Linked DNA regions of Mus musculus: region 1 is linked to region 2. The links are chromatin contacts, called in public Hi-C maps. All regions are on one chromosome and are shown on one strand. Each heading gives the region's core, a stretch centred on a gene start, on an enhancer-like site or on the middle of the called end of the contact. The rest is flanking DNA. Distances are from core to core; before and after follow the strand shown. Region 1 holds the start of Psmd4 (proteasome (prosome, macropain) 26S subunit, non-ATPase, 4). Region 2 holds the start of Jtb (jumping translocation breakpoint).

The links. Hi-C and Micro-C count contacts between places; a contact is called where the count stands out from the background.
Region 1: a contact with region 2 is called in a Hi-C map of B cells, with 5 read pairs. The contact joins the promoter of Psmd4 here to the promoter of Jtb in region 2. A contact is called at or near these places in 1 of 39 promoter capture datasets (cranial neural crest) and 1 of 484 Hi-C or Micro-C datasets (B cells).

The regions. Positions count from the first base shown.
Region 1 is chr3:95,041,062-95,044,103 of GRCm38.p6, forward strand. Psmd4 (proteasome (prosome, macropain) 26S subunit, non-ATPase, 4) reads right to left here and starts at 1,553. Exons shown (of 10, transcript NM_008951.2): 1 at 1,447-1,553. The coding sequence starts at 1,472.
Region 2 is chr3:90,229,932-90,232,878 of GRCm38.p6, forward strand. Jtb (jumping translocation breakpoint) reads left to right here and starts at 1,666. Exons shown (of 5, transcript NM_206924.2): 1 at 1,666-2,109; 2 at 2,264-2,301; 3 at 2,498-2,580. The coding sequence starts at 2,027.

The sequences.
Region 1 (3,042 bases), core at 303-2,802, 4.8 Mb after region 2:
GATCTTCTGGTCCTGTCAAGAAGGCAGCAGCGAGGGGCGTGGTGGCGCACACCTTTAATCCCAGCGCTCGGGAGGCAGAGGCAGGCGGATTTCTGAGTTCGAGGCCAGCCTGGTCTACAAAGTGAGCTCCAGGACAGCCAGGGCTACACAGAGAAACCCTGTCTCGAAAAACCAAAAAAAAAAAAAAAAAAAAAGAAGGCAGCAGCAAACAACATGGGTGCTTGGAACCAAACTCTGTGCTCTTACCCACCCAACCATCTCACCACCCTCAACAAGTAACTATTTTGTTGTTGTTTTTGTTTTATTTTACCACCTTTTGAGACAGGGCTTCTCTGCATGTCCTAGAACTTGCTCTATAGACCAGGCTGGCCTCAACCCCTAAGAGATCCACCTGCCTCTGCTGCCCAAGTGCTGGGATTAAAGGTGTGTGCCACTACTGCCCGGCCCCAACAAGTAACTTGTAAGAGCAATATTTGGGTTGGACTTAAAATTCCCTTTCATACTAAAAAATCACTCATGATTTGCTTGAAATTCAAATTTAACTGGGCATTCTGGTAGTCTTATTTTGAGACAGAACCTTGCTAGGTAGTCCTGATCATGAAAACTCCCTGTCTCATCCTCCAAGTGCAGGAAACCAAGCTTAAGCCATCCTGCATTTAGGTGGCAGTGCTAGCCAATCTCCAAATGAAAACATGGGCCTAGTGACTCAAGTTTTTAATCCTACATACTCATTCCAAGTTCAAGGCCAACCTGTGCATCTTCTCAAATAGCGACTTCAAAGCCAGTCTGAGCTACAGTGTCAAAGCTCCATCTAAAACAATAATGATGACAAATAATAAATGCAATCCAGGTGTGTGATGAGGCTCATTGGTAGAGCACGTTCCCAGCGTTCACAATGCTCTGGATTCAATTCCCAGAAAACACAAAACAAAGTCCTCTTGTAGCCCTGAAAAAAAATATGTTCTCAGCTTTCTATTTATTTTCTTGTCCTCAGTTTCTAATCTAACTCTTAATAGGTACTCATCCCAAGTATAAACCTGATAAAACCTAGTTCATCCTGCTTATCACGGCCTCTTAATTTGCTGTGTGACTACAGCGGATCCCCTAAAGTCCTTCCGACTCATTATGAGACAAGGACTATTTTCCAAGAATGCGGTTGTGAGGTTTACATGCGATAAAGTACAGAGAAAAGAAAAACTTGGAGGCGAGTGGAGGGGGCAGTTGGCCTCTGCTTTATGGGAGACCTGAAATTCAGGGAAGGGAACAGGAGTTCCCGGGCCTGCGTTCCTGGGCCGGGATGACTCAGGGAGTCGTCTGCCAGAGTCCCGCGGGCCCCGAAGCCACATCTCGCCCGGCGACCCAGTCCCCAGCCCAGGCCCTCGGGTTTCGGCGCCACGCGCACCAACAACCCAGACGCGCCCCCCAGCCACGTCCGAAGCTCCTCACCAAACCATAGTGCTCTCCAACACCATCTTGCCTCCTTCCCTCTGCGGACCGGCTCCGGGACTGACAAACAACAGCACCTCCGATTGGCCTGGTGCTCATCACCAATCAAAGAACTCAGTCTTCATGCTGCCCCGCCTCCGCGCCCCGCGGTGTGTTCTGGGACTTGTAGGCGCCACAGAAATGGAAAGGTTGGTTATCCAATAGAGTTGGCTACCTTCGCAGCAGCTTCCGGAACAGCTGTAAGCTCTCTGCACTCGCCTGGCAGCAACACTCCAGTGTGAGGCAGGAGAGCTGTAATTTACCCCCTCTTCTGCTCTCTTTCTTTTGTATATTTGGGTTTTTGATTTGTTTTTGTTGTTACGGTTTGAAAAAGGATGACAGCAATTCGCTGTGGAGCTCAGGCTAATAAACTCTATTGCTTCACCTCCCAGTGCTGTTTACAAGGGGCACACTCATGCTAAGATCTGAACTGCAATTTCCAGGCCAACGTGGGCAACATAGCTACTACGTAGTGACACTGCCTCGAACACATAACAGACACTCATGAGTGCATACACTACTGTGGATATGTCAGTCCAAGCATAATCACTTAAAAAGTGTGTCAGCATCGTTAACCACATTTTAACTTCCTGTTTCCCATTGCACTGTGTTTATGCAACTGCTACAAACACTTGTATCCTCAAATTCGATTTACCTATCTACTGCCTACCAAAAAAAAAAAAAAAAAAAATCTATGCAATTCCTAACTCCAGTATTGAGTCTGACAGGATGAAGGAATCCAGAAAAGTTTTGACCAATTAAAAAAAAAAAAACAAACCAAAAAAAATTTTTAAGCGTTTGTGTGTGTATTCAGGCCCTGCAGAGGCTGGAAGAGAATATCAAATCCGGAACTGGAGTTCCAGGCAGCTGTGAGCTGCCTGTCTTGAGTTCTGGGAACCGAACTCTGGTCCTCTAGGAAGAGCAGTAAGCGCTCTCTCATAAGCACTGAGTCATTTCCCCAGCCCGCAGTAAACACCATGTAATCACCCAAGGAACGAAGGATAGCCAGCAAGTTATTTTGGTTTGTTAATTAACCTTTAACACCAACCCTTGGGAAGCAGAGGCAGGCATCTGTGGGTTTTAGACCAGCCTGATCTATATAATGAGTTCCAGGGCAGCCAGGGTTATACACAATAAGACCTTTTCTGGGGGTCAAAGAAAAGAAGACCTGTTGGCACTTGCCTGCGATCCCACCTATATAATGGAATGATTACAAATTCATGGTCATCTTGGAAATTTAGTGAGAGAATTCTCAAAAATAAAAAGGGAGAAGGGCTTAAAAGATGTCTCATAGTTAAGAGTCCATCCTGTTTTAGTAGAGGAGTAGCATTCTGTTCCCACCATCCATATGGGGTGGCTAACAGCTGCTTACAATTCCAGCCCCAGGGGACTTGATGACTCCTTCCGGCCTCTGTGGTTATTCAAGTAAACACACACACACACACACACACACACACACACACACACACACCTACACACACCTACACATACACACAGCGAGAAAGAGAGAGAGAAACATATATACACACAGAGAGAACATACACAATACACACAGAC
Region 2 (2,947 bases), core at 416-2,915:
CTCTGGAGTCGACATGTAGGAGGCAAAGGCAGAGCTGCTACAGGCTGAAGGGCAACCAGTGCTCCACATTAAGACCCTGCCTTAAATTCAAGCAGCAAAAAGACAGTGACCCCCAAGGAAAATACCAGCTTCTTGTTTTGTTTTTCTAAACATGGTTTCTCTGATTAGCCCTAGTGGTCCTGGAACTTACTCTGTAAACCAGGCTGGCATCAAACTCAAAGATCTACCTGCCTCTGCCCCCTGAGTGCTGGCATTCAAGGGCTGTGCCACCATGCCCAGCAAGATTAACATCTTAGTCACATCCCAGGGAAGAATTTTTTTATTAAAAAAATTATTTCGCCGGGCAGTGGTGGCGCATGCCTTTAATCCCAGCACTTGGGAGGTAGAGACAGGTGGATTTCTGAGTTCGAGGCCAGCCTGGTCTACAAAGTGAGTTCCAGGACAGCCAGGACTACACAGAGAAACCCTGTCTCAAAAAAAAAAAAAAAATTATTTCGTGTGTGTGTGTGTGTGTGTGTTTGTGTGTGTGCTTTGGTGTACATCCTGTGCATGTCTGGTACCGGTGGTGTCCAAAAGAGAGTGTGTAACCTCCTGCAACTAACTGTAGGTTTGAGTCCCTGTGGGCGCTGGGAATCAAACCTGGATCCTCTGGAAGACCATCTAGACTCTTAACTACTGAGCCACCTCTTCAGAAGAACAGATTTTTTTCTCTCTCTCTTTCTTCTTTCTTTCTTTTTTTTTTCTTTCTTCCTTCCTTTGTTTCTTTCTGGACAGAAATTCAATTCTGTCATCATCTAATTCTGGCTGGCCTGAAACTTGCTATGTTTTCAAGGCTGGTCTCAAACTCTACCTACCTCCTGAGTACTAGGACTAAAGGCTTGAGCCACCACACCACCAATCGAGTCGCTGACAAGCTCCTAAATCTAATTCCAATAATACTTTCAATTTAAAATCTCTACGCTCTAATCAGGTAAAGAGGTGACAGGCCTTTAATCCCAGCTCTTGGGTCTTGAAGCCAGCTTGGTCTACAAAACAAGTTCCAGGAGAGAACTACACAGAGAAACCCTTCCTCAAAATAATAACAACAACAACAGCAACATAAAATTAAAAAATATAAGTATCAACCAACCAACCAAATAAATATTAAAAATCTGTGCTCTTAGCCTTGAGATCATTTCCTTATTTGTAGGAGCAAGGACGAGGTGAGAACTACTGAGGTTTTTCAAAGGAATAGCTCTGTGAAGCAGTTTCACACTCACAGAAGGGGAAACAGACACCGTTCATTTGCGTAGAGTCGGGTGGGAGTCCAGGGACAAGAGCAAGTTTCAAATGCGATGCAGTTTCTCTTCCCATCAGATTTCCGGAACCCAAGGTGTCAAGGATGGCCAGGGTGTTAAACCAGAAATGGGGAGGGTGTCACCTAATGGTGAGCCCAAAGTTTTGATGAAGGACCCAAGTACAGACAGAGCGGCATTTGGCCCCTTTTTATTCCTCCCGGCTCTCCTGGTTCTAAACAGACAAGCAGCTGTGTTATCAGGGAGAAGCGAACCCAGAACAAATGAGATCGCCTCTACCACCGGTCCCGCCGGCTCTGCAAACACTACAAGGACCACACTGCCGCGCGGCGCCCAGCTGAAGAGTCGCGTGATCCTGCGCAAACGCAGTGAGATGCAGTTGCCACCGAGTCCGGAACGACAACAGCAGCAAACAGACGAGAGCACCCGGGAAGAGTCGGCGTCGCCAGTGCCGGGACCAGGAGCCTCCGCGAGCAAGATGGCCGCTCCCGAGACCGAGGCCGAGGGGCACGGGCACTAGGTCCGGACCCGCGTACCCCTTTCCCGGACGCCTGCGTCCCCACAAAGACCTCGTGCTTCTAGCAAGACACCCGCATGGATTATTCTCGCTGTGGTCACGAGGCCGTTCCTATAGCGCTCTAGTTGGCCCAGACTGAGAACTCTGGCATCTGGCTGCTCGGAGCTGGAACCTCAGGGAGGTCTGCTGCAACAGGTGCGACCCTGACCGCTCCATGCTCGCGGGCGCGGGGAGGCGTGGCCTCCCCCGGGCCGGCCACCTCTGTTGGCTGCTGTGCGCTTTCACCTTAAAACTCTGGTAAGTGGGTACTGGGGAGAGGAAAGGAGATCGCAGGCGAACCCCATAGTCTACGCCCCAGAAACCAGGACACCTCATCCACAGACGTCCAAAGTGGGTATGCGCTGTCTTCTGCGAGCTCACTGTTGTTCTTACCCCCTTCCCCTTCCTGCAGCGAGGCAGAGGCTCCGGTGCGCGAGGAGAAGCTATCAGGTGGGTGATTGCCCGAGAACCCTGTACCTCTATGGCTTGTTTCTAATGTCTTTTTAGTATACCCAGAACACAGAAAAATAAGGTGCCACATGGAATGAGGGCAAGCACTGTGTTGGGAAGCTAGATGGGCAGAGCCTTTGAGAGAAATGTTTTTTGAATGGTCTTCGGCTGGCCGTTTTTCTCTCTCTCCTTTTAGTGAGCACTTCAACTTCGCCATGTTGGTTGGCAGAAGAGTTTGTGGTGACTGAAGAGTGTACTCCGTGTTCTAACTTCCAGATTGTGAGTATTTGGGTTGTTTGTTTGTTGTTTTGGTAAGCATTCCATTAATGGCTGGGCAGTGGTGGTGCACACCTTTATTCCCAGCACTTGGGAGGCAGAGGCAGGAGGATTTCTGAGTTCGAGGCCATCCTAGTCTACAGAGTGAGTTCCAGGACAGCCAGGGAGGGCTACATAGAGAAACCCTTTCTCGAAAAACCAAACCAAACCAAACCAAACCAAACCAAAAGCATGCCATTAATGTGTCTTTCTTCCTTTCTTCCCAGACTCTTAGGTTATGCTCAAATCATTTTTTTTTTTTTGGTCTGTTTCATTTTATGTATATAGGTATTTTGCCTGCTTGCATATGTATTTGGGGTGGGAGAGATGC